Linked DNA regions of Mus musculus: region 2 is linked to region 1. Evidence: chromatin contacts called from public HiChIP or PLAC-seq data. All regions are on one chromosome and are shown on one strand. The core of a region is the stretch at or near the end of the contact, and the rest is flanking DNA. Distances in the headings are between cores, read along the strand shown.

What was found. HiChIP or PLAC-seq counts read pairs in DNA pulled down with a chosen protein or histone mark.
Region 2: a contact with region 1 is called in an H3K4me3 HiChIP or PLAC-seq map of bone marrow-derived macrophages, with 4 times the contacts expected there. The contact joins the enhancer-like site here to the promoter of Dot1l in region 1. A contact is called at or near these places in 1 of 39 promoter capture datasets (the C10 cell line), 3 of 484 Hi-C or Micro-C datasets (the Ba/F3 cell line, Sertoli cells and liver) and 8 of 115 datasets of contacts at active chromatin or transcription factors (the NIH/3T3 cell line, bone marrow-derived macrophages, double positive thymocytes and 4 more).

The regions. Positions count from the first base shown.
Region 1 is chr10:80,753,800-80,756,499 of GRCm38.p6, reverse strand. Dot1l (DOT1-like, histone H3 methyltransferase (S. cerevisiae)) reads right to left here and starts at 1,297. Exons shown (of 28, transcript NM_199322.2): 1 at 976-1,297. The coding sequence starts at 1,056.
Region 2 is chr10:80,962,455-80,965,275 of GRCm38.p6, reverse strand. The region is part of intron 2 of Gng7 (guanine nucleotide binding protein (G protein), gamma 7); the gene reads left to right. Among named protein-coding and RNA genes, the nearest start is that of Gadd45b, 34 kb to the right of the region's middle. Within about 2 kb of position 1,560, at least 67 of the 459 cell types and tissues checked have an H3K27ac peak or open chromatin away from gene starts, as enhancers often do. A contact at or near this core is called in bone marrow-derived macrophages and liver, where this site is marked.

The DNA.
Region 1 (2,700 bases), core at 48-2,547:
GAGTTGAGTGGACACTTGTGGGAATGTTCAAGGACACACAGGGCTGCCTAATTCGAAGAGGCAGAGGACAGGTGCAAGGGCATCCCAGGACACACATGTTCCCTGGGACCCCAGTGAGGATGTGAACTCAGCAGCACCAGGGAACCCCACTGCTGTATCTTCTACTCAAAGCATACAAAGGGCCACAAGGGGACAGTACACTGACCTCCGCAGGCCCTCCTGGACTTCAGAACCCACTTGCCTCTGGCACTTCCACTTTAAGGGATAACACCTCCAGCTTTGCAGAGTCGCACCAGCTCTACCCACCAGCATGAGAGGACAACCTCCAGACTCCCTAAGTCCCCTCTAGCCATGCCACCAACATTAAGAAACAACTGCTCCAGCATTCCAATGTACCTCCAGGCCAATCCACCAACGTCAAACGACACATGAGGTACAAATTGAGATGACAACCTCTCTAACTTCTCAGGTTCTTTCAGCCGGGCACCCTGACATGAAGAAACAACTATTCGGAGCCCTCCTACCACTCCACGAACGTGGGGGGACAACCCAAACCCAAGGGCCAACCTCCCCCTGACTTCCTAGGGTTCTTTTTAGCACCTGCCCATGAACATCAAAAGGTGACAACGAGAAAGGGCATAGAGGACAATAGGAGAAGGCATCAGGATAAGAAACAGATGACTGGAAGAGGGCACGTGAGGTGACAATTTGAGGTGACAACATGAGGGGTCGCCACGAAAGGCAAGGAATCCCCGACTTCTCAGTCTCTACACCCCTGCCCACAAGGTCGGTCCAGACTCAGGTCCTCAAAGGCTGGAGACGCGGGGCTCCGGGCCGGCGGCGGCGACAACGCGACCGGCCGCGTCAGGGCAACGGCAGGCGCGGGCCGAGAACGGCCAAGGACCCGCCGCCGCCGCCGCTGCCGCCGCGGAGCCCCACGACTCCTACCCCCGCGTTCTCCGCAAGTACACTCACGTAGACCGGCAGCGGCCACGGGTAGACGGCGGGCTCGGCGCCCACAGGCGACTTGAGCCTCAGCTCCAGCTTCTCGCCCATGTCGGCGCGCGCGGCCGCCGCACCATGCTAGGCGGGCGGTTGGGGGAGGGGCGGGGCCACCGGCGGGAAGCCGGGCGGGCGGACACGGGCGGACGCGGGGCGGACGGCTGAGGACAGACGGCCCGGCCTGTGCCTCGGCCGCCGCTCCCGTGTGGCCCCAGCTCCCCTCTTTGTAGGAGTCACAGAGCCGGGGCGTCTAGAGCCGCCGCCATCTTGGGCCGGCGTGAGGAGAAGGCACAATGAGCCGGGGGGTCGGGCGGAACCACTCGGCGAGCGCGCGCGGGGGAGGCCGGGAGCCAAGAGGCGGTGCGCGCCCAGAGCCTCCGCCCGCCGCGCCGCGCGCGCCACCCCTCGCACGCCACGCCCCCTTGGACTCGCCCTCCTCCGACCGACGCACGCACTTACGCACGCAGCGGCGCACGCACGTCCTCGGTTGCCCTCCGACGTCGCCGCCAGCCGGAAGCGGGGACCCGGGGAAACCCTGCGGAGGAAAGCGAGAGAGACCAGGCGGGGTCAAGTTCAAATCCCAGTTGCACAGGCTTGCTTCGCGTCCCTTCGCTTTGCTTTGCTTTTTTCTTTTCTTTCCATTTCCTGTTCTTTTTCTTTCTCTTCCCTTCCCGTCAATTTTCTTTTTCTGTTTTTCTGGCTTTTTCTTTCTTTCTTTTTTTTTTCATTTTTCAATTTTTCCCCTTCTTTAGCTTTTCTATTTTTTCACTTTTCTAGCCTATCTGCTTATTGTTTATTTACATGCTTTTTTTTTTTTTTTTTTTTTTGAGACAGGGTGTCCCTGGCTGTCCAGGAACTCATTCTGTTGACCAGTCTGACCTCGAATTTACCAAAATCCACCTGCCTCTGCCTCCTGAGAGCTGGGATTAAAGATGTGAGCAATAAGTTAATTAATAAATCATCAGTCAAATTGGACCCTATAGGTCGGAGGCTCTCAATTAAGAGTTCAAAGCAATGTTATTCTCTGACCTGCCCAGAACTTTACAGAGTCAGGAGCCAAACTTATTTCCTTCTTAGGCCATTCCAATCCTTCTAATACTTAAGTTCCCTCCCCCCAAAACCTTCTGAGAATAAGTTACCTTGAGGTGAGCTGTCACCAGCTCACCAGCCGCTTCTGGATAGCTGCTTCTTCTTCCTGACTACATGGGAGTGAATGTAATCTAGGGGAGATGGCTCCCACCCCTCATCCTAGCGCTTGCCAGCCCCCAAAAGAAGGATCCGGAGCTAGAAGCCATGCTGAGCTACCAAGTAAATTCCGGGCCAGCCTGGGCAACTCAGTGAGCCCTCGTTCCAAAACTAAATGACGTGGTAAAAGACTCTGTAGCTTGGTGTCTCAGTCAGGGCTTCTATTCCTGCACAAACATCAGGACCAAGAAGCAAGTTGGGGAGGAAAGGGTTTATTCACCTTACACTTCCACATTGCTGTTAATCACCAAAGGATGTCAGGACTGGAACTCAGGCAGGTCAGGAAGCAGGAGCTGATGCAGAGGCCATGGAGGGATGTTCTTTACTGGCTTGCTTCCCCTGGCTTGCTCAGCTTGCGCTCTCTCTCTCTCTCTCTCTCTCTCTCTCTTAAATACATTTTTTTCCCAAGACAGGGTTTCTCTGTGTAGCCCTGGCTGCAGCTTGCTCTCTTAT
Region 2 (2,821 bases), core at 311-2,810, 210 kb before region 1:
CAGTTCCTGAGTGGCAAAGGCCAGAAAGAGGGCATCGGGTTCTCCAAAGCTGGAGTCACAGAGGGCTGTGAACTCCATGTGGATGTGAGAACTGAGGTCAGGTCCTGTGTGAGATCAGAGTGGTCACAGACGCAGGGCTGTCTCTATGTGCATGCATGGATGGGTGGGCTCACAAACTGGAGACCCATGTTTTGAGGGAGGTGACTCAGGAGACTACTCTAGGCATCCTCCTGTCTCAATCCCTGAGCACAGATCCCAGGTCTGCACTGCACAACCCAGATGTTTATGTGGGTTTGAACCTGTGACTGCCTGGTCACACAGCAAGCATTTTACCCCCTAGCATTTCTCCAGTCCTTTACTTGTTTTGTGTTTATTATTAGAGAGAGAACCTATGGCCTCACTCATGCTAGGCAAGCCTCACTGAGCCACACAGCCCAGGGTGTTCATGAGACTCTTACAGTTCCTCCCCCGAAGGAACAGATCCCAGCCCTGGAGGGCACTGTGGGGACTTTCATGTTCCCACAGAATAGGAGCAGCCACCAGAGGCCAGTACTTCGGCAAGGTGTTCCATTCTCTGGTTGGGCTGTCACCTCCCACACAGACAAATCAAGGCCATTTGTGTGCCCTGAGTGGCACCAGCTGAGCTCCATCCCAGGCACCTGGCCGTGAGAGCCCCCGTCCTGGGATAGACAATGGATCTGGGGACAGAATCAGCTCAGTGAAGCAGAATTATCAATGAACTCTCTGGAGTTGGGGGGGTGTTTGTCCCTGCCATTTTCCGGTGCCAGCTCTGAATATCAGCTTTTAGAATGTGTTGGAGGGGGAGCTCTGTAAACATCTACATGTGAAATCTGAGGCTTGGGATGGCATGCCCCTTCCCATAACAGGTAGATTCAAACTGAGCTGGGGCCATCACACCATCCACGGCATAATGTCTCCACGTGGTTCTCTGCAGAGCGAGACAAGGGGTGGAGGCAGAGAGACCAGGAAGTTTCAGGCTCATGGCTCTGACAAGACAGGAAGGGGCCACAGGCCAAGGGATGTGAGACCTGTGAATACTGAGATAGGCGGGAGCCCCTGTGGAGTCTGCCTGATCTTTCCCACCTGGGGCTGGTACCCAGGGAAGCTGGGCCATGCTCTGATGCCCAGCAATACTGAGTCAAGTACTTTGTCAGAATTTCTTGGAGGGATTTCTTCTGATTGTGGAAAAGTAATATCCCAGAGGCTGCAGAGAGACGGAAAGGTTTCAGTGTCACTTATAGAAGTTCATTGAGTCCCCACACAGCCCTCTCCTCTCTCCAACCAACCCTCCCTTCCTTCAGCCCAGGAGCTACAGGCTCACGAGACCCAGGCTGCCCTGTGCCCTGGCATGGATCCAGGGTGACAGCATTTCCTCAGGACCGGGAAGCTGAGAGTGGGTGACAGGAGCCACGGGGCTGCGTGTTCTGGCCCAGCCCCCATACCCAAGGTTACAAACTCTCACATGATCATGGCTACCCTCCACACACACACACAGCCAGAGAGGACCAAAGGCCACCACCCACTGCCCCCAGAGTGCCAGATGGGTAAACAGTGCTCCTTTCTCTCCAGTTCCTGTCACTAAGGTGACAGCCCCGTCTCTGTCAGCACAAGTCAGCTCATTTTGGGGCTCTGCACTGGGAGCAGGGCCCGCCTGAACTATCTGTTTTTGCCTCTCGTGGACATTTTACTCATAGCTATTCTTTGGCCCTTTTCTAAATATAGCCACACAGGGACCCATTTACCCTGTGAACAAAGGGGCCACGGCTGACAGAGAGTCACAAGATGCTGTTTTTCATCTGGGTCACTGGTTTCCCTCGGAAATACACCCCCAAGTCCTGTTGTGAGGTCACACACTGTCCTCACGTGGCCAGCCCCACGCCATGACCCTGAGAAGCTACAAGCTTGACCCATCCATCTTAGGGAGGGCTCACCAGGGAATCCCAACATGCATGCATTCCTATGGTTGGACAGAGGGTGTCAACCTCTGTCCATGGCTCTTAGCTCTCTCTAGTGTCCACTATGACAGGAGAGCCTGCTGGGGGTCAGGGGACACAATGAGGGTCCCCATCACAGCTGCCAGGAGAAGCACAGAGGAGCAGTCCTTCAGAGGCTTGCTCAAGGCCAAGGGCAGCACCTGCTGTGACCATCACCTTCTCTGTGGAGACAAAGCCAAGCTGAGATCCCCTGGGTGCTAGGGACATTATGCTATAGCATTCTCTACGGGGGTGGGGGCTGCACCCATTCCATACCAGGAGCTCCCCAAATGTCACAGTCACCTCCATATGGGAGCCCCTAGGCCAAGACTCACTGAATAAACACAGACCAGGCGAAGCCAAAAGAACAGTGCAAACAGTTGCACAACTAAATTGGAAAAATCAACTAGGGTTGCACGGGTGGGGAGAGGAGACGGCACAGCTGCCATAGAAAGCAGTTTGGCAATCTCTGAAAAAAATTAAAAAAAAAAAAAAAAGCCAAACCAAGCATAATCAATCACGTGACCCAGCAACTTGAAATTCACACACCCACCTCCCCCATCCTGGGCTCCTTCCTGTGTACATGCCCCATGGACATGCATTCATCACCAAGGTCCTGGTGTATACAGCTGGCATGCAATTGTGTTCAAGACCCTTGTATATATAGTGGTGTGACATCGTTGCAGAGACCTTGTTTTCAGAATTGGTGTGCAGTCATCACTGGGACCCACCCCTGTGTATACAGTGGTGTGCAATCATGGCTGAAACGATTTTTGTATACAGTGGTGTGTGTTAGGCTGCACAGGTGCAGGGGGGCTACAGCCAGG